Linked DNA regions of Rattus norvegicus: region 2 is linked to region 1. The links are chromatin contacts, called in public Hi-C maps. All regions are on one chromosome and are shown on one strand. The core of a region is the stretch at or near the end of the contact, and the rest is flanking DNA. Distances in the headings are between cores, read along the strand shown.

Region 1 (3,195 bases), core at 328-2,827:
ACTATGAGGATGCTGCTGATGAATACAGGGACCAGGAGGGTACGCTGCTGCCTCTCTGGAAGTTTCAAAATGACAAAGCCAAGCGCCTGGCCGTCACCGCCCTCTGCTGGTGAGTACAGATATTGCAGCAAAACTAGCACCCCAGAACGCCCACTACGGGCCAGATTTTGAGCCATAAGACTCTTCTATTCCACTTTATATCTTGAGTGTGACATGGGACACAGTAGGGGAAATAGGACTTATATCCTTATTGGGTTGTAAGATCATCTAGTGTCTACCATGGTAGGAGTCTAAGCTAGACAGTGGATGTCTGTAGAGGAGTTAGTCACCAGTGCCCAGGAGAAGCTCTTGACCATGGGAAGGCGGCGTCCGTTTCTAGTCGATGAGTTCACATTTCTTTTGCAGGAATCCAAAGTACAAGGATCTTTTTGCTGTGGGACATGGCTCCTGTAAGTGATCTACCTATTCATTTGTTTGCTCATGCAAATATCAGACACTAGGCTCCTAGTCTGTCCAGAGCTTTTTGCCAGATGTGAGAAATTCAGAGGTGAGCAGGATGTATTCACTGGCCCACTGAGAGAGCTCACAGTCTAATGCTGTGGTTCTCAACCTTCCTAATGCCACGATCCCTTATTATGGGGTCCTTGTGTGTGGTGACCCTCCAACCATAGAATTTATTTCTGTTGCTAATTTATAACTGTAATTCTGCTATTGTTATACATTGTAATATAATGTGTTTACCAATGCTCTTAGGTGACCCCTGTAAAAAGGTCAAAGGGGGTCAGGACCCACAGGTTGAGAACCACTGGTCTAATAGGAAGCCCCACTCTCATATGGGGAGTTAATGCTGGTTAAAAGAATGCGGCTGAATATGCGGAGTGAACCTCAAAGAATGCAGAGGAAAACTGCAACAGAGGGGCCAGCATAGGCCAGGTCTGCAGGCAGGGCCATCCCTCAAAGGACACAACTGAAGGGATTCTGGAAGGGCAGGGACCTGTCGTGTACAGGAAGGGATGGCAGACCTGAGGCTGGAGGCTGGGAGACCTGGTGCAGGTGTGCTAAGGACAGATAGAAAGACCTTAGTCACTCTGGAGAGTGGGGTGGAGACCTCTCCCTGCTTCCTCACCTGGCCTTCCTGACCAGGCCTGCGGCAGGGTAGGGGTAAGGAAAGGCGAGTGCTTGAAGTTTACTCTTCTGTTCCTGAGCCGCTGGAGACCACAGCTCTCTGTGTTCCAGGCCTGCCAGGGCATGCTTGAGGTGGGAGGCAGCATATGCCGCTAACTGTCCATGCAATTTATTGTTCCTTCCTATTATTTGGGCTGAGCAGAAGTACCCACCACTGTGCTGGATAGTCTCTGATCCTAATGGGAAGGGCCCTACACAGTGAGCCAGGCACAGTTCCCTAATGCTAACAGCTTGTTCTCTGGCTAGGAGGATTCACTTCTGTGAACAGAAAAACCCTTCCGTTCTTCAAGCTGCTGCTGGCTGGCAGGCACACAAGCTCCTGGTCACTGCCTCTTAGATGGCCCATCAGTTCTTTGACCAGGGTAGGGATTCAGGGGAGGGCGTCCGGAGGAGTTGGTGTTTGTCATTCCTCTCAGGGAGGAAACCTTGGAGCCGCTCCCAGTTCTGTGGTCTGAGCTGCCTTTGAGGATGCCCTAAATGCCTGCTTTGTGTCCCTACTCCTGAAGGTGGGCTCCTGCCAAATGGGACTCTCGCCCTCTGGCAGGGAACTAGAACATCCCTCCCCCCTCTGCTGCAGCTACTGGGCCTGGAACAGAGCCTGAGGGTTGGGTAGGCCCTCCCAGGAGTGGGTGTGGACCCTCATGTGAGGCCCAGACTCTCTGCTTGAGACTGAGGTGAGAGGATGGGAGCCTCTGCAGAAGGTGGGAGGAGAAACTCCGCACATTGCAGACCGTCTTCTAGGGATGGTTAGAAGCAAGGTCATGTGGAGGCCATCCATGTGAGGTATCCTTAGTCAGAGAAAGGTAATGCCTTCCATGAGGGAATGGCCTCAAGTTGGCAGCTCACTGGCCTCCTTTGGGCAAGCACTCACCCAGGAATTGTTTCTTTGTCTCTCCTTGGTCTTCAGAGGCACAGCCCCAGTGGTACCCACAGGCAGCTACAGACCTCCCTCTGGAGGATCACTTCTCAGTGCCCTTGTCTCCTCATTAGCATCATGGCAAGACCGACAGCTAGCGAGGCCTCCATCTCAGAGCTGTCAGGAGGCCTGCATGAGAGAAGAGCCCGGTGTGCTGCAAAAGCATTACACGTCAGGCCAGCCATTGCTGCCTTCTTCTCCTGACTTTCCTGCAGATCCCTCAGAGGGCCTGAGCAGAGCAGGGGAGATGGGAAATCTGGACGGAAGCCAGTGGCAGGGACAGGGCTCCGTGCTGGTGTCACAGGAGTTACCAGCCAGCTTTCAGATGACCATCGATTACGGTACCAGCTTCAGGCCTGAGCAGGGCCCCTGAGATGGTCTGCAGTGTGCAGAGTTCCATGCTATGTCCCATGCTCCATGGAAGGAGAAGTGCAAGCTGAGGCCACACCTGGTTGTGGACAGGGTCACTGGGAGGAGCAGTTGCTCTCACCAGCTTCCCTCACAACGAAACCCACAGGGAGAAAAAAAATGCCTGAAGAGAAATGCTGAATGAGGACTCGGCTTACTGCTGAGTTTGACCCCGGCAGGCACAGTCCAGGCCTCTTAGGCTTCATTCCCCCTGAAATTCCTAAGTTTTTATTCTGGGACTCAGCCACAGAAAAATTATGTAGTGTCTTAGGTAGGATTACTATTGCTGTCAGAACCAGACAAAAGCAACTTGGGGAAGAAAGGGTTTATTTGACTTACACTTCCATGCTTCCACATCACTGTTCATCACCAGAGGAAGTCAAGATAGGGACTCAAGCAGGGCAGGAACCTGGAGGCAGGAGCTGATGCAGAGCCCATGAGAGATGCTGTGTACTGGCTTCCTCATCATGGCTTGCTTAGCCTGCTTTCTTTTTTTTCGGAGCTGGGGACCGAACCCAGGGCCTTGCGCTTGCTAGGCAAGCGCTCTACCACTGAGCTAAATCCCCAGCCCCGCTTAGCCTGCTTTCTTATGGAACCCAGGAGCACCACTTACAATGGGCTGGACCCTCCCCATCAATAACTAATTAAGGAAATGCCCTACATGCCTGCCAATCTTTCTCCTCCCC
Region 2 (3,195 bases), core at 397-2,896, 86 kb after region 1:
AGGCTCAGAGTCCCAACTGGAGTATCAGTTCTGACAGAGTCTGAACCCTTAGCTCCATCTTGATCCCTCCTAGAGCCTCGGAAACCGACAGAAAGGATTTGTGTGGGCTGTCAGAGTGAAGACAGGGACAAAATAGGAGACTCAGAGACTCACTGTTCCCCTCACCTCCCAGATCCAAGCTAGCCCTGCATTCCCATGAATAGCCAATTGGGCAAGCCCCACCGTTAGACACACAAAAATACACCCTATGTTTCTGACTCCAGGACACACAATAGTTGACTAAGGCACAAACACTCTGTATTCTCAACTCTTACCACCTCAGGGGATGTAGCACACAAATACATCCTGTGACACAGACACAAATATATCACAGGCAAAACAACTTGTGTTAAAGAAACACAGCATATAGACACATGCCCAGTGTTGCCGGCAAGATAAGGTGCTAGACTCGCGTGCGTGCGTACACACACACACACACACACACACACACACACACACACACACACGCGGGGGGGTGAGGGGGATGAATTCTCAAACAGAGAGACTAGACAGAAAGAAAGAAAATCCTGAATTTTCAACAAGGCGTGAAATAGTCCTGCCCGCCTGAAGCTACTGGAGGGGGGAGGGGGCCCAGGGAGCCAGCGAGCTAGACGCTGGAGAAGCTAGGCACAGGAGAGGAGTCGAGGAGAGCTGTCCGTCTGGTGACCTCCTCGCGGCCCAGCCCCCCACGCACGGGGAGATACACTACTCTGTACAACCTGGGGACACCCAGAAGCACCGGAGAAGGCACACATGGGCAGACTCACAAAAGAGACACTTGGGGATATGCCACAGGCTTGGAAACACACACACCAGAGGAGTTACAAAGAGACACACTGAAGGGGACTCACTGAGTGGACATACATCCAGGAGGACTCACGAGAAAACCACAGGCAGGATCACACACACACACACACACACACACACACACACACACACGCCCCACATGCAGATTCACACGGATACCCAGGCTCTGGCAGAAGCGCAGCCATCCCTTTACACTCCAGAGCACTTTGAAGTCCAGATTTCTCCCCCTCGAGAAAGAAGCAAGCTTTGGGTGCGTGGGGGGTCACTGCGACCCCCTAGCTCTGGAATTTTCCCAGACCCCGCGCATGCTGCTCAAGGGTGGGAAGAACAGGGACACTAGGACCAACCGCCCTGGCCACCTCCCTCCAGCCGCGATCGCCCAGCTTCACCACCACCACCACCACCACAACCACCACCACCACGCCCAACCCCTGGCGCGCCCGGACGTAGGGGGCTGCTGCTTGTGTGCCCCCGCCCCCGAGTTTACGGGCAAAGTTTCTCGTGAACTTTCCTACCTCCCCCGACCGCGGGGCCCACGCGTGTCCCCACACTTTACCCGCACGCACGAGGGCCGCGGATCTGTCCGCCTGAGCGTTCGAGGGTCAAGCCTCGCGCAGACCGACGCGGAACACTCACCGCGCCCTCGGGCCACTCGGGCTCCGCGCCGCGCCCTTCGGCCGCTGCAGGCGGTGAGGGAGGCAGGAGCGCGGAGTGAGCACTGCGGCCGGATCCCACTGCCGAACCCCGCGCCGCGCCGGCTGGAGCCGCCGCCTCCACTGCCGCCGCCGCCGCCCGCTCTGCACCGGCTCCTCTGCTCTCCGCGGCTTTAACCCCCCCATCCTCCTCCCTCCCTCGCGCGCTCCCTCCCTCCTTCCCTCGCCCATGTGACCGCGGGCGCCCGCTCGGCCGCGCGCGCCCTTGCTCCCCTCCCCCTCTCGCCTTGTCTCCCCCGCGCCTCCGCTGCCGCGCACCACGACCCCCCTCCCCGCCACGGCCCCCGCGCGCCTCCGCTTTGGCACGTTCCCGCGCCTGGCACGCGCGGCACACTGGCGGGGGCACGCTTGCCCGCGCAGGCCTGTGAGCCCCCACTCCCACTCGCCCCGCGCTGGCAGGCGCCCTACCCCCCGCTGGCACGCTCGCCCGCACTGGCACGCGTGGCCCCCTCGCATTCGCCCTTTCTCCGGCGCGCCCTCTGGACCGCTATGGACCCCGTGCTTCACGCGCGCTCGGGCCGCGGGTCTTACAAACGCGCGCGCACACCCACACCCACTCCTCCCGCTCTCCTAGGGCGGCCGGGCGCGCACCCACCCCCAAGTGATCGCTCATCACACTCTCAGCTTTGGCCAGGTCTCTCCTGCACACAGTCGTCTGTTCTGCCCCTCTGTTCGCACCGACACTCTGACACACCCGGGACCAACTCTGGGGTCCTTCTAGCTAGCATCCTCTAGAGGAGTACGAGGCAGAGCCCCAAGTCCCCATTAAACCAGCCCGCTCACTTCTCCCCTGTTCCTACCACCTCATCAAAGACACCCCCCTTCTGGTCCCTTGTCCGAGTTAACCGGCTTTATGCTTCCATGACTCCAATGGACCAGGATGGATGCCCAGGCCCTGTCATTACTACGACTCTCTGCCGTCCCCGGGATATCGGGCCTGAAAAGCAGCCTCCAGGAGGGGGATAGAGAAGTTGGGACTTAACTGCCTGGTCGGACGGTTGCAGGGCAGAGCATAACCCTCTGTGAACTGAGCTTGGCTCTGGAGCGCGCGCGCGCGCACACACACACACACACACACACACACACACACACACACACACACCTTGGGGCGGGGTGTTCACTTCACTAGACCTAGGCCCCTGTTCTGTCTGCAATATGGGAGATTAAGATTTGACAACCTGATCAACTCCCGAGGCCACACGAAAGCGCATTAGAAAGGGGGGTGCTAAAGGCAGAAACCAGAGGTCCACCCCCTTGAATTTTTCGACTGGCCTTTGACCCATAATCCCTGGGCCTTGCGCCTCCAGGGAACTGTTCCACGGCTGAGGGCTAGGGGAGGGAAATACCTCGCTGTTTCTTCACACCCTTCCCCAGCAGGCTGCCTACAGCGCCCGGGCCCTTTCCCAACAAATGCCTCAGAGACTCTACTGCAGAGGAAAAACCTTCCCGCCACTGCCGGGGCTTTTCGCTTTCACTTCCATGGCTCCACCGTACAACGGTCTGGAGTCAGGCTGGATTGAAGCTCAGAGTGGGTGGGCCAGGGTTTAAGGACCCAGCTCAGGTCAGAGCATAACCACCCACACAGTAGACGCTCTCTTACTAGCTTCTCTGGACCCACCTAAGGTCCCCAGGATAT

What was found. A called contact is a pair of places that touch in the nucleus more often than the background predicts.
Region 2: a Hi-C map of prefrontal cortex shows a contact between it and region 1, with 8 times the contacts expected there. The contact joins the promoter of Cntfr here to the enhancer-like site in region 1. A contact is called at or near these places in 8 of 12 Hi-C or Micro-C datasets (Schwann cells, frontal cortex, kidney and 4 more) and 1 of 1 datasets of contacts at active chromatin or transcription factors (oligodendrocytes).

What each region holds. Positions count from the first base shown.
Region 1 is chr5:61,569,719-61,572,913 of GRCr8, forward strand. It overlaps Dnai1 (dynein, axonemal, intermediate chain 1), which reads left to right. Exons shown (of 20, transcript NM_001024342.1): 11 at 1-109; 12 at 406-449. Among named protein-coding and RNA genes, the nearest start is that of Enho, 27 kb to the right of the region's middle. Within about 2 kb of position 1,578, at least 50 of the 93 cell types and tissues checked have an H3K27ac peak or open chromatin away from gene starts, as enhancers often do. A contact at or near this core is called in Schwann cells and prefrontal cortex, where this site is marked.
Region 2 is chr5:61,655,272-61,658,466 of GRCr8, forward strand. Cntfr (ciliary neurotrophic factor receptor) reads right to left here and starts at 1,647. Exons shown (of 10, transcript NM_001003929.2): 1 at 1,483-1,647.